Regions from separate parts of the Anas platyrhynchos genome. Here region 1 is linked to region 2. Evidence: chromatin contacts called from public Hi-C data. All regions are on one chromosome and are shown on one strand. The core of a region is the stretch at or near the end of the contact, and the rest is flanking DNA. Distances in the headings are between cores, read along the strand shown. Region 1 overlaps UBE2V2 (ubiquitin conjugating enzyme E2 V2). Region 2 holds the start of MCM4 (minichromosome maintenance complex component 4).

Region 1 (3,274 bases), core at 112-2,611, 46 kb before region 2:
CTTCAGGAACTACTCAAATAGCTTATTTTGCATAACTTTTTTCTACGCACAGACCAGGGAGAGTCTCCTAAAAATGACAGCAACAAATATCCAAGTTCTCCAAATGCCCAGAAGAAGTCATTACGAGTACAGCATCAGAACAGTGTAAGGAATTTAAGTCACTCATGTATGGCCTCACCTCCCTTCTGTCTTTGCTAGTACCACTCACCTAAACCCATTAGGAGCTACGTCAGCTTGCTAACCGAGCAGAAAATTCCACGTTTCGGTTCAGCTCCTGACAGCTTGACAAAATGACCCAGCTCACAGAGAGCTCAGACAAGTACCAGCATGTGTGAGGCCACGGCAGCAAAAACTCAGGATGTAAAACAACATTTTAAGCAAGTTCAACTACTCTGGAAACTTATTTTCACAGAGTTCACATATAATTACCTGAAAGTACTAACACAACAGGGATCAAGGAGCAGACCATTTATACTTCAGCATAGATCCTTTTAGACAAGCTTCATTGAAATGCATCTGTTCATTCCTCTGGTCCCGTCCTGACTTACTAACATTAGATCTGTGCATCTACCTGTCTAATTCAGACTAGGTATGAGCACAGACAATCACACTTCTGTTACGTTAAATAGGGTACAAAGGTTTTATTTTGCTGCTGATTCCTATATGCCCTGGACTGCAGTCTGCCAGTAAAAGGTTTATGCTAACCTTTTAAAAAAATATAATAAAAACAGGCAGCAGGGTAAACTTATACTAGACTTACGCTTTGCAGCACACAGCTGAAGAGTTTTTGATGGACACACAGAGTCTCCCAAACCCAAGCCCTGTGCCCCACTCCTCCTTCCCCCAGACACAACCACATACTTCAGCATCTGATCATCATCCCACACTTCTCCAGTTCTCCTCAGAAGCCTTGCTCTGACTGCCAAACACGTGCTTTATGGCTCGCCTCCTGCAGCAGCACATAGCAGAAGGTGGCAGACAGGCCCTGGGTTTATTTCCAAGCACTTGCTATCAGCACTCACCCCAACCTCAGGTGCTTCTGAGCTATCTGGGCTCCTCGACCAGCCCGACTGGCAGCCTCATTTACCAGAAAGTTCTTCTTCCTTGAAGTAAAATCACATCCACCCAGGTACTCAACTGAATTGACTCCAGAAGCAGGATCAACAGAGGCCAACACTGACTGCTGCATCTTCCAGTGCCTGCCTCTGCAAAACCCTGGCTGTGGAGATGAGGGAACTTTTGGTGCAAAAAGCCACTGGACTGGCTCAATTGTAGCATAAAATTGCACTCATCAGACCAATATCTGTGGGAGACGACAGTTACTAGAAAATAACAACCCGCTATGACTAACTGTCCCATGGCCATCACGATTTTTTCCACTACGTTGTCTGTGCTCACCAGTTCCCCTAACTGCCCACAGGGAGCAGTGAAGGACTTGGGAAAACTCCCAGATTTTTTTTTTTTTTTTTTACTTCCAGTAAATAATTCAGATCCGCTCTGAAAAAAAGATGAAAGGATCTGAACAGCAAGTACCAAGCTCCCCACACTAACGTTCCTCTTGGTGCTAGGGCTAGGGAGCAAAACATCGCTCTGGATTAAAAATAAGACTCAAAATACCTACTTTTACACAACTACACACCTATTGAGATTCAAAACCATTAACGCCCCTCCCAAAAAAGCACATTACAAATTCTTAACTAAAACTGGACCAAGGAGTCACTCAAACACATTCCCTTTCAGAAAGTTATGCAGTCCTACAACATTTGGGTTGGAGATGCCAGAAAGGACTGTATAAAAAATTGTGTAAAATGAAGCCGCTATTTCCTAAGAACATTCCCATATTTAAGACACTTCATTTAATTTTGCAGACTTATTTTAGTCCTTTATTTACACATTCATCATATACGCACAAAATATTTCACCTCATGCAATCTTATATTTAAGATTCAAAAATCAACCCCTTCCCCATATTTCCACCCTGTGCACAGCTTCATTATGGACGTCTACCAGAGCTTTTTTACAACAACAGATTAACAGGTCACTATTCCTGGCTTGCAAAAAAAAAAAAAAAAAAGCCACTAAACTGCTTTTTTTTTTCTTCCTTTCATATATGATTAGTGGCTTGTCCCCCTGGGGTGCAAATTTCTACTGACATCACTACTCAGTATTTTATTAGAAAACCACTGTTGATAGATTTCTTAAAAGTGACCCAGAATACTCTAAAAATGAACACAATGGATTAAAAAAAAGCCACCACCAACCACCTTACCTTTATAATGACAGTCTTAAGAACTACCAGCAAACTGAATTGGAATTAAATGCTACTTCCATTCGTAGTACACTCATGCACCCACACAAGCTATACTCCTTAAAATAAATCTAGGTAGCTGGAAGAACAGGATATACATGTGACATTGAACCCTCTTTCCAGTAAAACAACAGCAAGAACTTCTATTTAGAAAATTAGGTAATGATGGCCTGGATCTTTCTGCTATTAAGCTTGCACCTAATATATAGGAAAAGAATTATTGACTCACTATTTCACATAGGGCACAATCTACATTATATATTAATAGGGCATATGCAACATACAGTTTTGTCTCTAATCCAGACAAAACAGATCATCAAATATTTGTTAAGGACTTTGAAGTACTCCTTGAAGGAAACAGAGTAAGGATCAATATTTCATTTCCAGATTCTGGGCAACAAAACATCCTCTGCTCAAGTCTGCCAACTGTGCAGCTCCTCAGCAACAGCAGCTCCCTTGTTCTTCAGCTAGCAGCTCCCCAGTGCCTCTCCTGGAATAAGGAGCAGCAACTGGAGAGAGAGAGATGCCGCTAGATTTCCACCAGCATGGGACAGCCAGGAATTGCTGTTCCCAGTTCCTCCTGCTGATGGGATCACTACTGTCAAACAGCATGTACCAAGTTTTCCACACAGCTGAAGTAAACGCTGCACTCATCATGCTCATATATACCAATCATTTTAAATTTAACAGAAGCTTATTCATGAAAAAAATCAGGAAAATAAGAAAGGATTCATCAGTATTCTTTAACAGGACCGGTAACTTTTTCTGCAACGATACAGGAGAACTAGCTGAGACATTTTCTGGAGCGACCTGTTCTTGGTTAGTGTGCCAAGACACAGGTCCACAGCTGATAGCACTGGATCACCTGCTGGTACAGATTTAATCAGCACCAAGAAGACACACGGTTGCACTTACATCAAATTTGACAGAGCAGACTGGCTACGCTAAGCCACATTTTTGAAGAAT
Region 2 (3,464 bases), core at 624-3,123:
ATCAGCCAGGAACAAGAAAAAGCCAGCTAAGCATTTCCTACATAACAGGCAACTCACTGTTTAAATCAGGTTTAGTTATTTGAGCATTGCAGAAGCAAGAGGTACAATACTTAGGACATTGCAGTTTACCAGCTCATTTTATATTTATGATAGACTCACCTGTAAGTTTTAACCACTAGGAAATAAAGCATTAAAATGAAGAAATGGAATACAGACCTTACACTGAACATAGAAAACACACATTGCATTTAAACAAAAATACCAAAAGCTGAAAATACAAAAAGGTCTCTTAACAGTCAGAAATCAAGCGTATTACTTCACCTGAGGATAGCAGATCAGTTGTCTGTAAAGATTTTCATCAAATGCTCTTAGATGGTCACAATTTACATTCAGAAATGGTTCCCCGACCATATTAATCTGCAAAATATTTGAAGAGAAAACTTAGCTCAATAGCAGGTAATGCCAAAAGAAAAAAAAGAAGAAAGCTACATTTTGCTACGTTACAAGTACCTCTTCAAGGCGCTGCATGTAGCGCGGCTCATTAAGATCCAAGCCGATGTCTTCATCCTCTTTAGCCAGCGGATCAATGAAACGCTGAAGAAACCTCTGGATACCCAAGGTGGCAGGGAAAGATGTGTGAAATTGAGTAGTACATGCCTCTATTTTGTATGAAATTTAACGCGTGTGAAAAAAATTAGCTTTTCAATCGGAAAAGGAGGAGGAGGAGCTGTTTGCCTACCTGGAATTTCTCCTTGCAGGCGGTTACATTCACATCGGTCCCCCAGATAACCAGCTTCTGCCCCAGGGATTGCTCACTGGCTACCAAATCCTCAGCCGGCTGCAGGGAAATAAAGGAAGCAAGTGGAAATACGGGCAGCTGGGCTAAAAAGAAGCAGTTTGGATAGAAAGCGTGAGGCGATGGCTTACCCCATCCGAGTGCAGGTCGACTTGTCTGGCTTTGCGGGCCGAGCCCAGGTCCGGCCGCTGCCTCAGCGGGGTGCCGCGGGCGCCGCTGCGCGGGGTGCCCTCCACCCGCGAGCTGGGGGTGCCGTACGTCAGCGGGGAGCTGATGTCGAAGTCGAGAGGGATGGCTGCGGAGAGAAAAGGGCTCGGTCAGCCCCGTCGCGGAGCCATGTCGCGACAGAGCCGCGCCGAAAGCTCTGCGGGTACCCGAGTGCCGGAACTGCGGCGGGCTGGAGAAGAGCGCGTCGGCGGCGCCGGGGCTGCGGGCGTCGGCGGGCGGCGAGGTGGGCAGCGGCTGCAGGTCCCCGGGGGAGGCCGAGTCATCCGGGCGGCGCCTCTGCGACGGCGGCGAGCGGGCGGATTGCGCTGCGACAGAGCGGCCGTTAAACCGTTAAGCACCGTTAAACGCCGTTAAACCGACAGCAACCCCCCCCCTCCTCATCATCCTCCCCGCTCCCCTTCCCTCCGCAGCGCACTCACGGGTGGCGGGGTTGCTGCTCCGGCCGCGCTTGCCGCCGCGGCGGCGGCTGGGCGTGGAGGCGGGCGACGACATGGCTGTGGCGACACGGCGGCCCGCCGCGGGGTCCCCGGCTCAAAATGGCGGCGGCCGCCCCCCAACCCCTCAGCGCCGCTTCCCCCCCGCGAGCCCGCCGGGGTCCCGCGCCGGCCGAGTCACGTGCTGCCCGTCTCGCGCGCTTTCTGCCCAATGGGCGCGCGCGGCGCGGCGGGATGTCCCATCGGCGGCACGGCGGGGGGGGAGCGAGAAGGGAAGGAAAGTGTTGGGGGGGAACGCAGCCCGTTAGATCACAGCGGTGGGTTTGGTGGGGTGCGCGTAGCGATGCTGTTACGCTGCGAGCCGCGCATCATCCTGACGAGCCGTAGGAAACGCCGCACACGCCTCACACACCACCCGCCTCCCCCTTCAGCCTGCAATGGACCCACCCCCTCTCCGCCAAATTTCGCGGCAAAACGCGGCCGGGCCCGCCCATTCCGCCTCCAGCAGGGGGGGGGGGCGGGGCACCCCACAGTGCGGGCGGGGCGTGCATCCCCGACACCCCCTCCCCCCCCCCCCCACTATACCGCGTTGGTGCGTGCCGGGCGGCATGGCGGGCCCGGTGCCGGGCGCCCTGCAGCAGCTGCAGGCCTGCCTGCGCCACCCCGACCCCCCCGGCGCCGCGCTGCGCGCCTGCGGCCTGCTCCGCGCCATGGCCGAGGCCTGCCTCGCCTGCCCGCCCGGCAACGCGCAGGGTACGGGGGGCTATGGGATGGCGGGGGGAGGCCGTGCCCGGCCCCCAGCCCCCAGCCCTGACCCCCCGCCCCTCTGTGCCGTCCCCCCGCAGCGCTGCACGCGTCGCTGGTGCTGTCGGCCGAGCAGGGGCTGCCCGCATTCGTCTGCCGCTCGCTGGGCGCCGAGGAGGTAGGCGGGGGGGGGTGGGGGGTTATGGGGGTCCTGCCCTAAATGTGAAGCGCTGCCCTAATGCCGGTCTCGTTGCAGTTCCGGGAGTGCCGGGAGGAGGCGCTGCGCTTCCTGCGCGTCTTCATGGAGAAGCTGGGCGGCGGGGCGCAGCCCTACGCCCGCGGCATCAAGGTAACAGGGCGCTGCCACACGGGCTGCTCCCCAACGGGACAGCCGTTAATTAAAAAGGCCTCAGTGTGTTAGCAGCAGAAGCTCTGAGGTGTAGGTGAACGCATCGTTATCTCTTGGTTTGTCTGCGTTTACAAGTGTCATAACTTCTGTTTCCTTCCCTACCTAGCAAGCTTGTCTTAGCGTCTATACAAAGGATAGGGCAGCCAAATGCAAGATCCCGGCTCTGGAGCTGCTGATCAAGGTAAAGTGCATGTTATAATCTCTTTTTTTCCCCTAGAAAAATCTGTTGTGTTGCTATACACATATACATATATATACATATATATACATTATATATATATATATATACACACACACATATATATACACACACACATATATACATATCACAGAATCACAGAATTTCTAGGTTGGAAGAGACCTCAAGATCATCGAGTCCAACCTCTGACCTAACACTAACAGTCCCCACTAAACCATATCCCTAAGCTCTACATAAAAGCACAAGCTTTATCTGCGTATAAGCACCAGCTTTATCAAGTAGGAAATCTGTAGCCCACAATAACAAGACATCGTTAATACTGTAATATTAGATCTTAACAAAAGATAGCTCTTAATGACAGATTGTCGTTGGCATTCCCACAGTAAGTCGCTCAGGTGCCAAAGTGTCATTCCTTCACCTGATACTGCAAGGCACAGTTGCTCTGGAGGCAGCTGCAGATTTTCTTACCCACTTTATCATGCTTCTTTAAGGAGAATTTTTCCACTTTTCTTGTATATTCAAAAAAAAAAACATATCTCATGTAACCTGTTAAAATAGATTAGACGCAGTGTGTGAAAGGTGCAAAGGAGGGCCTCTTTCAGGAGGCTTGTTACTGTGTGCAGCAGCAATGTTGTTTCTTGTTTATTCTAGTTG

What was found. Hi-C and Micro-C count contacts between places; a contact is called where the count stands out from the background.
Region 1: a contact with region 2 is called in a Hi-C map of liver, with 1.8 times the contacts expected there. The contact joins the enhancer-like site here to the promoter of MCM4 in region 2. A contact is called at or near these places in 2 of 8 Hi-C or Micro-C datasets (liver and skeletal muscle).

What each region holds. Positions count from the first base shown.
Region 1 is chr2:46,428,733-46,432,006 of IASCAAS_PekinDuck_T2T, reverse strand. The region is part of intron 1 of UBE2V2 (ubiquitin conjugating enzyme E2 V2); the gene reads right to left. Among named protein-coding and RNA genes, the nearest start is that of UBE2V2, 14 kb to the right of the region's middle. Within about 2 kb of position 1,361, at least 6 of the 8 cell types and tissues checked have an H3K27ac peak or open chromatin away from gene starts, as enhancers often do.
Region 2 is chr2:46,382,651-46,386,114 of IASCAAS_PekinDuck_T2T, reverse strand. It overlaps MCM4 (minichromosome maintenance complex component 4), which reads right to left and starts at 1,873. Exons shown (of 16, transcript XM_027452109.3): 1 at 1,444-1,873; 2 at 1,171-1,329; 3 at 928-1,091; 4 at 740-838; 5 at 511-606; 6 at 322-417. The coding sequence starts at 1,516. It overlaps PRKDC (protein kinase, DNA-activated, catalytic subunit), which reads left to right and starts at 2,029. Exons shown (of 86, transcript XM_072034678.1): 1 at 2,029-2,211; 2 at 2,304-2,380; 3 at 2,459-2,551; 4 at 2,718-2,792; 5 at 3,462-3,464. The coding sequence starts at 2,067.